Regions from separate parts of the Sus scrofa genome. Here regions 1 and 2 are each linked to region 3. Evidence: chromatin contacts called from public Hi-C data. All regions are on one chromosome and are shown on one strand. The core of a region is the stretch at or near the end of the contact, and the rest is flanking DNA. Distances in the headings are between cores, read along the strand shown. Region 1 has its middle 33 kb from the start of DUT. Region 2 holds the start of DUT (deoxyuridine 5'-triphosphate nucleotidohydrolase, mitochondrial). Region 3 holds the start of FBN1 (fibrillin 1).

Region 1 (2,700 bases), core at 163-2,662, 330 kb after region 3:
TCAGAATGTTACTCTGAATAAGGGTAGCGCAACCATACGAAGGCCAGTGACATATGGTCTGGTGAGAAAGAGGAGCTGATGCAGTTAGATTCCTTTCCTGAAATGTTTGGGAAACTGAGCTGTAGAAAGCTCATGTAGACAGAGGGCTGGGATGGCCACCATGGGACATGCTGAATGAGAAGAGAACAGAACAGATACAGAAAAAGGGAAGGGTAGCGGGGAGGGAAGACTACTACTAAAAAGAATGGTTTTGGTTCCCAGCAACATTCTGGGTCCCAAGAGTTCTTGTGGTGCTTCATTTCTTGTTTTTGCATCCCTGTGACCCTGCTTGGTTTCCTAACCATCACACTCCCTACCATCACTCCCAACAACTTCCCTTCCAAAAGTGGGCTTGCCTTGCTGTTCCTTCCCACCATAAAGATGATTGCCTGAAAAAAGTCTCTCTAGTTCTATCTGGGATTTCCTTTAAAGACACCAAACCAAGAGAAATACAAAGTGCCCAAAAGAAGAAAGGAAATATTAGCTTAAAAGAAGAAGGAAATAATCACAAACTAGACAAAATTTTCAGTTTAAAATTTTAAAGTGACATTTATGCTAAAAAATGTACATCACAATTAAAAAAAAAGGAAGAATGAAAAAAGACAACATCATGAATAGAATAGGAAAAGACATAATTTTTTTTTCTTTTTAGGGCCATACCTGAAGCATATGGAAATTCCCAGGCTAGGGGTCGAATCAGAGTTGCAGCCAAAACTCTATGCCACAGCCACAGCAGCACCAGATCCAAGATACATCTGTGACCTCCACCCCAGCATGGGACAATGACAGATCCTTAACCCACTGAGTGAGACCAGGAATCAAAACTCATCTTCATGGACACTATGTTGGGTTCTTAACATCCCCAGCCACAACAGGAACTCCAAATACTCTCCAGTTTTCTTTTTTTTTCTTTTTTTTTTGCCACACCACACAAAATTTTCCAGGCCAGGGAACAAATCTGTAACAGAGTGGTGACCTGAGCCACAGCAGTGACAATACCAGATCCTTAACTGCTAGGGAACTACCTGAAATGTTTAAAAAGAGCAAATGGTTAAAGAAAAGAACTAGAGAGAACTCTGACATTCTTTTTAAAAGGAAAAATGCCAGAAGGAGATACCTACTATGAGCTAGTGGCTTTATACAATCTTATTTGATTCTCACAACCAGTCCTATTTCACAGAGTGCAAACAATTCAAAATAGTTAACCTGCCAATGTTAGAAAGCAAAAAAAGAGCAAAAACCCCTTGTCTGGCTGGCTCCAGAGCTGATTCTTTAAAGGAAGACTGAAGGAAAAACATGTTTATCCCCCCCGCCCCGGCTCTGCAGTCAGGCAGCAGTCAGAGAGGCTTCCTGGTGCAAAGATGAAGGGCTCTGAGAGGGACTGATCTTCAGCAGGTTTTCCCACCTGAAAGTCTCAGCAGCAAAAGGTTGCGGATTCTATTCCACTAAGTGTTTGCAATTGTTGGGATTTTCCAAACAGCTGGATCTTTTACAAAACAAATTCTGGCCTAAAACCTGATTACTGAGAAAGACAGCTGTAGGGTGGGACTTGTGCATAGCCTCATCTGAGGTCAGGATTGAGCAAACAAGATTAGGCTAAGAGAGTGCATCTTGTGAAAAGCCTTGGTACAATTTACCCAAGGAGGAAACTGCCAATGAGAACAGCACAGCCCTGGTGGAGGATTGTTTATAGTGTCGGACGTTCACCAGTGAGGGTGCCCTTGCTTTCCAGGTATTGGAAGGAAAAACCTTATTTAGAATAATTAAAAATCAACTCAGCTGCAGCATTTGAAACAGAGGTGCTCCTGACTTTATAATAGCTGTCTCAAGACTCAAAGCATTTTTTTAACCCCTCTCCAAAATGTGATGACATTCTGAGAGATATCCCTACTCTGTAAGTATGCACATTTGAGAGTGGAAAGACAGGAGTGAGTTATGCTAGATTATTATATACTGCCCATGTCAGGTAAAAATCAGGACCTGGAAATCCTGACTGCCAGGTAAAGGATTTGCACTTTGGTACCCTTGTTTTACAACACCCAAGAGGTCTTGCATTATCTTTTCCTCATTCATTCCTTAGTCACATATATGCTGAGATACATATGTCTGAGATATGAAAGTCCTTTTGCCAAGAGCTAGAAAATTCAAAGAAGACAAAACCTTAGCCCTTGGGATCTGATGTTATGTGCAGCAGGCCTCCATTGTGGGCCTGGGAAATGCAACATCTAAATTCTACGTCCAAATTCTGTAGGATTGGGGGAAAAAAATTATTTTTTAGGGCCACACCTGCAGCATATGGAAGTTCCCAGGCTAGGGATCCAATCGGAGCTACAGCTGCCGACCTACACCACAGCCACAGCAACACTGGATCTAAGCCGCATCTGCGACCTACACCACAGCTCATGGCAACATCAAATCCCCAAACCAATGAGCAAGGCCGGGGATTGAACACATATCCTTATGGATACTAGTCAGATTCATTTCCATTGCACCACAACAGGAACTCCCTGAAATTATTTTATGCAGGTATATTAAGTGCTATGTGAACACATAGGAAGAGAGCTACTTTGATCTGAAGAAGTCAAAGAATGCTTCATAGGGGAGGCAAAGAATAAGTAGATGTTTCATGGGAAGGAAAGTAGACTCCAAGAAACAGAAACA
Region 2 (3,021 bases), core at 284-2,783, 360 kb after region 3:
TGCGGCCCTACATAATGCAAAAAGCGTTTGTTTCCATACTTTTAAGTGACTGTTTCAAGCTTTGAGCAGAGGGCCGGCCTGTAAACTAACCTGAGAGCTCTGTAACTTGGGCATTAGGAACTCTCTGCGAGGGGTAGAGATGATAGAAAGCGGACCTCTCACTCCTTCGGCCGCAGGGGTCTAGGAGAGGGTGGGGGAAGGGCGGTCGGGGTTCCCACTCACCTATACAGGTCATATCCCGCGGCGCGCTCAGACCCTTTGGTTGGGGCAGTGGCGTGCTCTGAGAGCCGGGCAAAGCGGAGTCGCTTGCGGCTTTCCTCCGCAGGCCGGGCCCGCTTGCTGGGGGAGATGACTTGTGTCTCTTGAGAGCAGGGCATGGCAGGGGAGAACGTGAGCACAAGAGGGAGCAGGGGGAACAAGACAGAGCAGGATGAGCCCCGCACACAAATTCTAAATTTCCCGCCAACAACTTCCCGCCCCGCCCTATTCCCCCCTCCGGACGAGCCCACAGTTCTGCTTAAAAAGGGAGGCTGGCCTCAAATTTGGGGCTAGAAATCCTTCTTGGAAAAGAGATTTGGGAAAGAAAAATACTGAACCTATTAAAGCTCTCCAAACTCAATGCATGAATTCAACGTAAGCTGCAGCTTCGGCGGCCTCACCCCCATCCCCCAATAGAAAACCCCTCCCCTCCTCCAAGGGGGGACTCGAATGGTTCGCTCTCGCACCACTGGGGTTGCGCGCCCTCCCACTTCCCCCACCGCGGAAATCCGGAGCGCTATTTGGTCCCGCCTCGTCTGCGGCCCGGGCGGGCGCGGGGGTCGCTGGCCAGGCTCCCAACCCCCGCTACGCCTTGGAAAACGTATCCTTCCAGACTGGGCCCGGACATTACTGGCGCCGCGGCAACCTCGGCTGAGACTGCGGGTGCTGGACAGCGGGAGCTGCAGAACTCCCGGCGGGGCGGGGTCCAGGGGAGAGGCTGGCCCGGAGAGCCCGGCCGCCTCAGCCCCCGGCCTTGTGGTGCGCGCGCGGTTAAACACCAAGCGAGGCCAAGACGGAAGGAAATGGTAGCCGAGCATTGGGCGAAGGCACAGGGAAGTCATTTGCCTGGGATTTGGGCGGAGAGTTGGCTCCGCTCCTGCCGGCGCACGGCGGGTCTGCCCCCAAAAGCCGCGTCTCAGTCAGATGACCTCGGAAGCAGTAACCGTGCGGTCTGACGAGGGGTGCACGGAGGCGGCGCTTCGACAGCCCTCGGGCAGGCGTAGGCCCAGGTCTTCCCAGAAAACGGCGCACTCGGCGTCCTGAATCTCGCTGCCGCCTCCGACTGCCTCTCTCTCCTTCTCTCGACTCTCCTTTTCCACATTTCTGAGCCCCAGACCCCGCATTTTGTCAATTTACCTGGGGCGTTGCCTCCCGCAGCCATGACTCTCCAGGTTTTAATCTCGGGAGCGTCCAAAATATCGTGACCGCATCACGATGCGGGAGACGGTCTGTGCTCAGTGCTGCGCCCTAGGTGGTGGGCAAGGCAGTGTGTCTGATTTCCTTCCTCTGAAAGTGCAAGATGGTGTGTTGTTCAGTCTCAGAGGGGACCTCTCACTTGAAACCCTAGCACTCTCGGATGACCCCGCAGGAGCTCAGGGGAGGACCCCGTGGCTGTGATTCTGTGATTCGCACAAAGATCCTGGGCCACACTGCTATAACTTAAAATGGGGTTGGGTAAATAACTTTTCAGGTAATTGTAAATTGATTTTTCTAGAGTACGGGTATCTTCACTCATTTCTGGAACTGACGCTAAAATCTCAAAACACAGTTGTAATGCATTTTGTTAAAAGAAATACAAACTATGGGGCAGTTTTAGAAAATGACATGAAATGGTAGGGTGGGAGTTCCCGCTGTAGCACAGTGTGTTAAGAATCCGACTGCAACTGACTGGAGTCCTGCAGAGGCATGGGTTCCATCCTGGGCCAGTCGTTCAGCCACAGTGGATTAAGAATCCAATTGCAACTGGCTAGGGTCCTGCAGAGGCATGGGTTCCATCCTGGGCCAGTCGTTCAGCCACAGTGGATTAAAGCTGCAGTTTTGATTCAGTCCCTAGCCTGGGAATTTGCATATGTTGTGGGTGCCCCCATTTAAAAAAAAAAATTAGGGTATTGTTGCACAAGTTTTCAAACTACCTTGCTGTGCCTTTCCTTACGGGCCCCACCTTTTTAGTCTCTCCTTAAATGTTCGAATTCTCTTAAGTTATAGGTTATATTCTATTTACAATCTTCTCCCATGGCATTAAATATTTGTACCCTGAGGACTCCCCAAATTTATTCCTGTAGCAGCATGATCTGGGCCCTCTTCTTCAATCTCCTCTGCAGTCATCATCTGGCTCACCTTTGGTACTGCTGGCCCAGTGGGTGCTAACAATTTCTAGACCTACCAGACTTTCCTGCCTGGGAATCTACACATCCTTTTGCAGTTTATGCTCCATGTGTTTCCAGTCTCACTCATCTCAGGAAGGCCTTCCTGACAAACTTAAGTAGCTGCACAGTCTGCCCCTCATCACCATTTTCTATCAGAGCAATTTTTTTTTTTCTGTTTTTTGTTTTTTGTTTTTCTATTTGCAACACTTATTACTACAATCTGTATTTCTTTTACACATTTTTTTTTTTCATGTTTGTTGTCTATTTACTCTAGTAGACATAAGGTCTGTGAGGGCAGGGATCAAATGTATTCCTGGAGCCCAGCACAATGGCTGGCTCAGAATGTTACTTGATAACTATTTGTTATATGAATGAATGATAAGGAATCTCATTGCCTATTCCATCAGAACCCTGCATATGATCACTTCTCATAGTGTTCTGATTTTTCAGTACATTCCTTTAATTTTGTTTTGTTTGTCTTTTTTTAGGGCCACACCTGTGGCAGTAGGAGGTTCCTAGGCTAGGGGCCTAATCAGAGCTGTTTCTGCTGGCCTACACCACAGCTGCAGCAATGCCAGATCCGAGCCATGTCTGCAACCTACACCACAGCTCACGG
Region 3 (2,950 bases), core at 211-2,710:
TCATGGTGGCATAGAAAGCAAGCTCATCCTCATCATTTTAACCCTGTATGGTCAACATTATTATTCTCATCTTGCAGTTGGAAAGAAGTGAAATAACTTGCTCAGGTCCCTATACCTTATTATCTGGGCATAAACCATTGTAAATAAGGAAAACCCCTTTCAGCAGGATTCCTATTTGTGCTGAGCTCTTATTTCTGACTTGACAGCTGGTGGCTACTACATGGGGATTTTCTGGGGGTCTCCAGTTCCAGCATCCAGGGCCCAGAGTGCAATTTCCTGCCTTTCTAAACCATTGTAGAATGGAGGCAACACGGGGCCTTATCCATATAAGGATACCATGATTATTCTATTCTTAAAGTCACTGTGCCCAGCTTGTCCTGGAGAGGTAGCCAGGTGTGTGTGCGCGCGTGAGTGTGTGTGGGGGGGGGGGGAGGGAGGAGAGTGGGGGAGAGAGAGAGAGAAAATGAGAATATGAATGTAATGTTTGGGGAGGTAAAACAGGGTCGTCTAGGAGAAGCCAAGTCTTAGATGTGAGCTGGACAAAAGGACCATCCTTTCACCCCCTCCAAATACCAGGCTAACATTCACAGGCCTCTGGGTTGGAATCCCACTCAGACTCTTCGATCATCTTGCGTTCAGCCTGGGTGCTTGAACCGAAATTCAGATGAGCCTCGCCTCCAGTGGGTCTCGTTGCCAGTGTCCAAGGCAGAGCCCCCACCCCCGCCGCTAGACCCCAGCCCCTGCGGTCACCCTGGCCCACGACCTGCCCTGTCCCGGCCTCCAGGCCTTGGGCCTCCGCTCTGTGTCTGGGAGGCACAGTGAGGCCGCGGCGCGGAGACACGGGCAACCTGGACGCGTCGCTTCTCCAGCAGGGTCCGCTGGGGCCTCCGGAGCCACAGTTTCTAGCGCGCGTTCTTGGTGCAGGTGGCACAGCTTTCCGCGCTGGCAGGGCTTCCCAGATCACGGGAGAGACTAATCTCGGATCTAGATCTCCCAGCCCTAGAGCGGGCGAAACCGCTACTCCACTTCTTCCCATTGCCTCAACTCCTCACCCCAAAACGCAAAATCCCAGGCCAGGCAGGACCCGATCACCTCTGCCTCCTCCCATTGCGCTAATCCTTCGAGCGAGGGAGGCCCCCGCGCCGAGGCGGTGGCTGGCAAAGGGGAGTGGAAAGGGAGGATGGATGGGGCCGAGGGGTGGGGTGGTGATGAGGGGGATGTAGGAGGGGGTGTCATTTTCTTTTTCTTTTTTTTTTTAAAAGTATTTCTCTCGCGAGAAACCGCTGCGCAGACGATACTTGAAGAGGTGGGGAAAGGAGGGGGCCGCGGGAGCCGCGGCAGAGACTGTGGGTGCCACAGGCGGAAAGGCGGCTACAGCTGGGACAGCTGCGGGCGGAGCAGGGCAGCGGCTGCCGCGGCCAGGACCGAGGAACAGCCGCCGCCGCCTCAGGAGCCGGAGCCGCCGCTTCTCCAGTGGGTGCAGCCGGGGTCCCGATAGGGGTCGGGCGGCCACCGGGGCTGGATCTCTAGCCACGGAGGCTTTTGCGTTTGCGCCGCGCTAAGGGCAGGGACAGGGACTGGGGTGAGGGGCTGTCTCGGAACTTCCAGAGCTGGCGCTGGCCCTCCCCTGCCTGACAGCTTCCTGGCCCGGGGCTCCCGGTGCCGGGCTTGGCGTCAGATGCTCGGGGGGCGGTGGCAGCCCCCGGAGCCGGCCGCGGATGGCGCGGCGGGCTTCCAGCCCGGCGGCTTGGCGGAGAGGACAGGCTGGGGAGCTGGGGCGTCAGAGCGCGCATCGTGCGCAATTCGTGCCAGTGAAAAATAAACCCAGCGAGCTCGCCTCGGGGTTTAGAGCAGCTCGGAACATGGGGACTTTGCGGCTTTCTCTTCAGGCGGCGCCCGGGAGGCCGAGGGGTTGGCTGGAGCTGCTGCCGCCGGGGGCCTGGGCTTTTCAGCCAGCTGTAGACCAAACGGTCTTCACTTACCCAAAGTAACTGCGCCACGCGCAGGCGGCGCGCGGGTTGGGCTCGGGAATGGGGACCCTGTGGCTTCAGCATCCTGATGCCCCGAATATGAATGTCTCCCCCGCCTCGGCGATTTGTCTGTTGCAGCTGGCAGGGGCCGCCTGAAGTGGGAGCAGCGCCTGGAGAAGGCGGGAGGAGCCCGGCCCGGGGGACGGCGGCGGGAGAGCGGGACCCCGGCGGCGCGGCGCGCTCCAGGGCGCAGCGGCGGCCGCGGACCGAGCCCGGGACGCGGCTAGAGGCGGCAGGAGCCGGTGGCCTCTCGGCATCATGCGGCGAGGGAGGCTGCTGGAGGTCGCCCTGGGATTTACCGTGCTCTTAGCGTCCTACACGAGCCATGGGGCAGACGCCAATTTGGAGGCTGGGAATGGGAAGGAAACCAGAGCCAGTCGGGCCAAGAGAAGAGGTGGCGGAGGACACGACGCGCTTAAAGGGTAATGGAAAGGGCCAGCTCCTTTGGTGTGGGTGTCCCCTCTCTCTCCTGAGTATCAGGATCTAAGTATAAGCCTCCTTGACAAGACCTCCTGGGGTCATCCTAGAGATGCAAGGGTTACCCGTCCTCGCAACTAAACCGCCTTGCTTCCACTCTTTAGGGATTTCTGCCACAGAAGATAGGTCACGGCTAAAAAGAATCTTGGGCCATTGTCGAGGCAGATTTTGGGAGGCCAGAGGGTTCTTTGAGGAAGAAGGGGGAGGAGCTGCGACTGAGAAGAGGAGCAGCCCATCCTTTCCCTTCATACCAATTCCGGTTGTGTGTAGGGAGAGTACTTGCCTTGTGGGCATCTTTGTAGATGCTCTGTTTATAAGCGAGCAAGGAGAGAAAGGGATTTAAGGACAGTCAGAGAAGGCAGAGAAGACACATAATTAATAGTTGGCTCTCTTCTAAGTTATGCTTATTAAAATTGGGAACTGATTTTTTCCTTCAGATATCT

The links. Hi-C and Micro-C count contacts between places; a contact is called where the count stands out from the background.
Region 1: a contact with region 3 is called in a Hi-C map of skeletal muscle, with 3 times the contacts expected there. The contact joins the enhancer-like site here to the promoter of FBN1 in region 3. A contact is called at or near these places in 8 of 47 Hi-C or Micro-C datasets (embryonic fibroblasts, fetal heart ventricle, fibroblasts and 4 more) and 1 of 2 datasets of contacts at active chromatin or transcription factors (skeletal muscle).
Region 2: a Hi-C map of embryonic fibroblasts shows a contact between it and region 3, with 3 times the contacts expected there. The contact joins the promoter of DUT here to the promoter of FBN1 in region 3. A contact is called at or near these places in 6 of 47 Hi-C or Micro-C datasets (embryonic fibroblasts, fibroblasts, heart right ventricle and 3 more) and 1 of 2 datasets of contacts at active chromatin or transcription factors (skeletal muscle).

The regions. Positions count from the first base shown.
Region 1 is chr1:123,427,784-123,430,483 of Sscrofa11.1, forward strand. No RefSeq gene overlaps it. Among named protein-coding and RNA genes, the nearest start is that of DUT, 33 kb to the right of the region's middle. Within about 2 kb of position 1,413, at least 5 of the 83 cell types and tissues checked have an H3K27ac peak or open chromatin away from gene starts, as enhancers often do. A contact at or near this core is called in skeletal muscle, where this site is marked.
Region 2 is chr1:123,460,734-123,463,754 of Sscrofa11.1, forward strand. It overlaps DUT (deoxyuridine 5'-triphosphate nucleotidohydrolase, mitochondrial), which reads right to left and starts at 1,534. Exons shown (of 7, transcript XM_003353371.4): 1 at 1,396-1,534; 2 at 223-361. The coding sequence starts at 1,420. LOC102161909 (a long non-coding RNA gene) reads left to right here and starts at 579. Exons shown (of 11, transcript XR_002345000.1): 1 at 579-859.
Region 3 is chr1:123,100,551-123,103,500 of Sscrofa11.1, forward strand. FBN1 (fibrillin 1) reads left to right here and starts at 1,461. Exons shown (of 65, transcript NM_001001771.1): 1 at 1,461-2,452. The coding sequence starts at 2,289.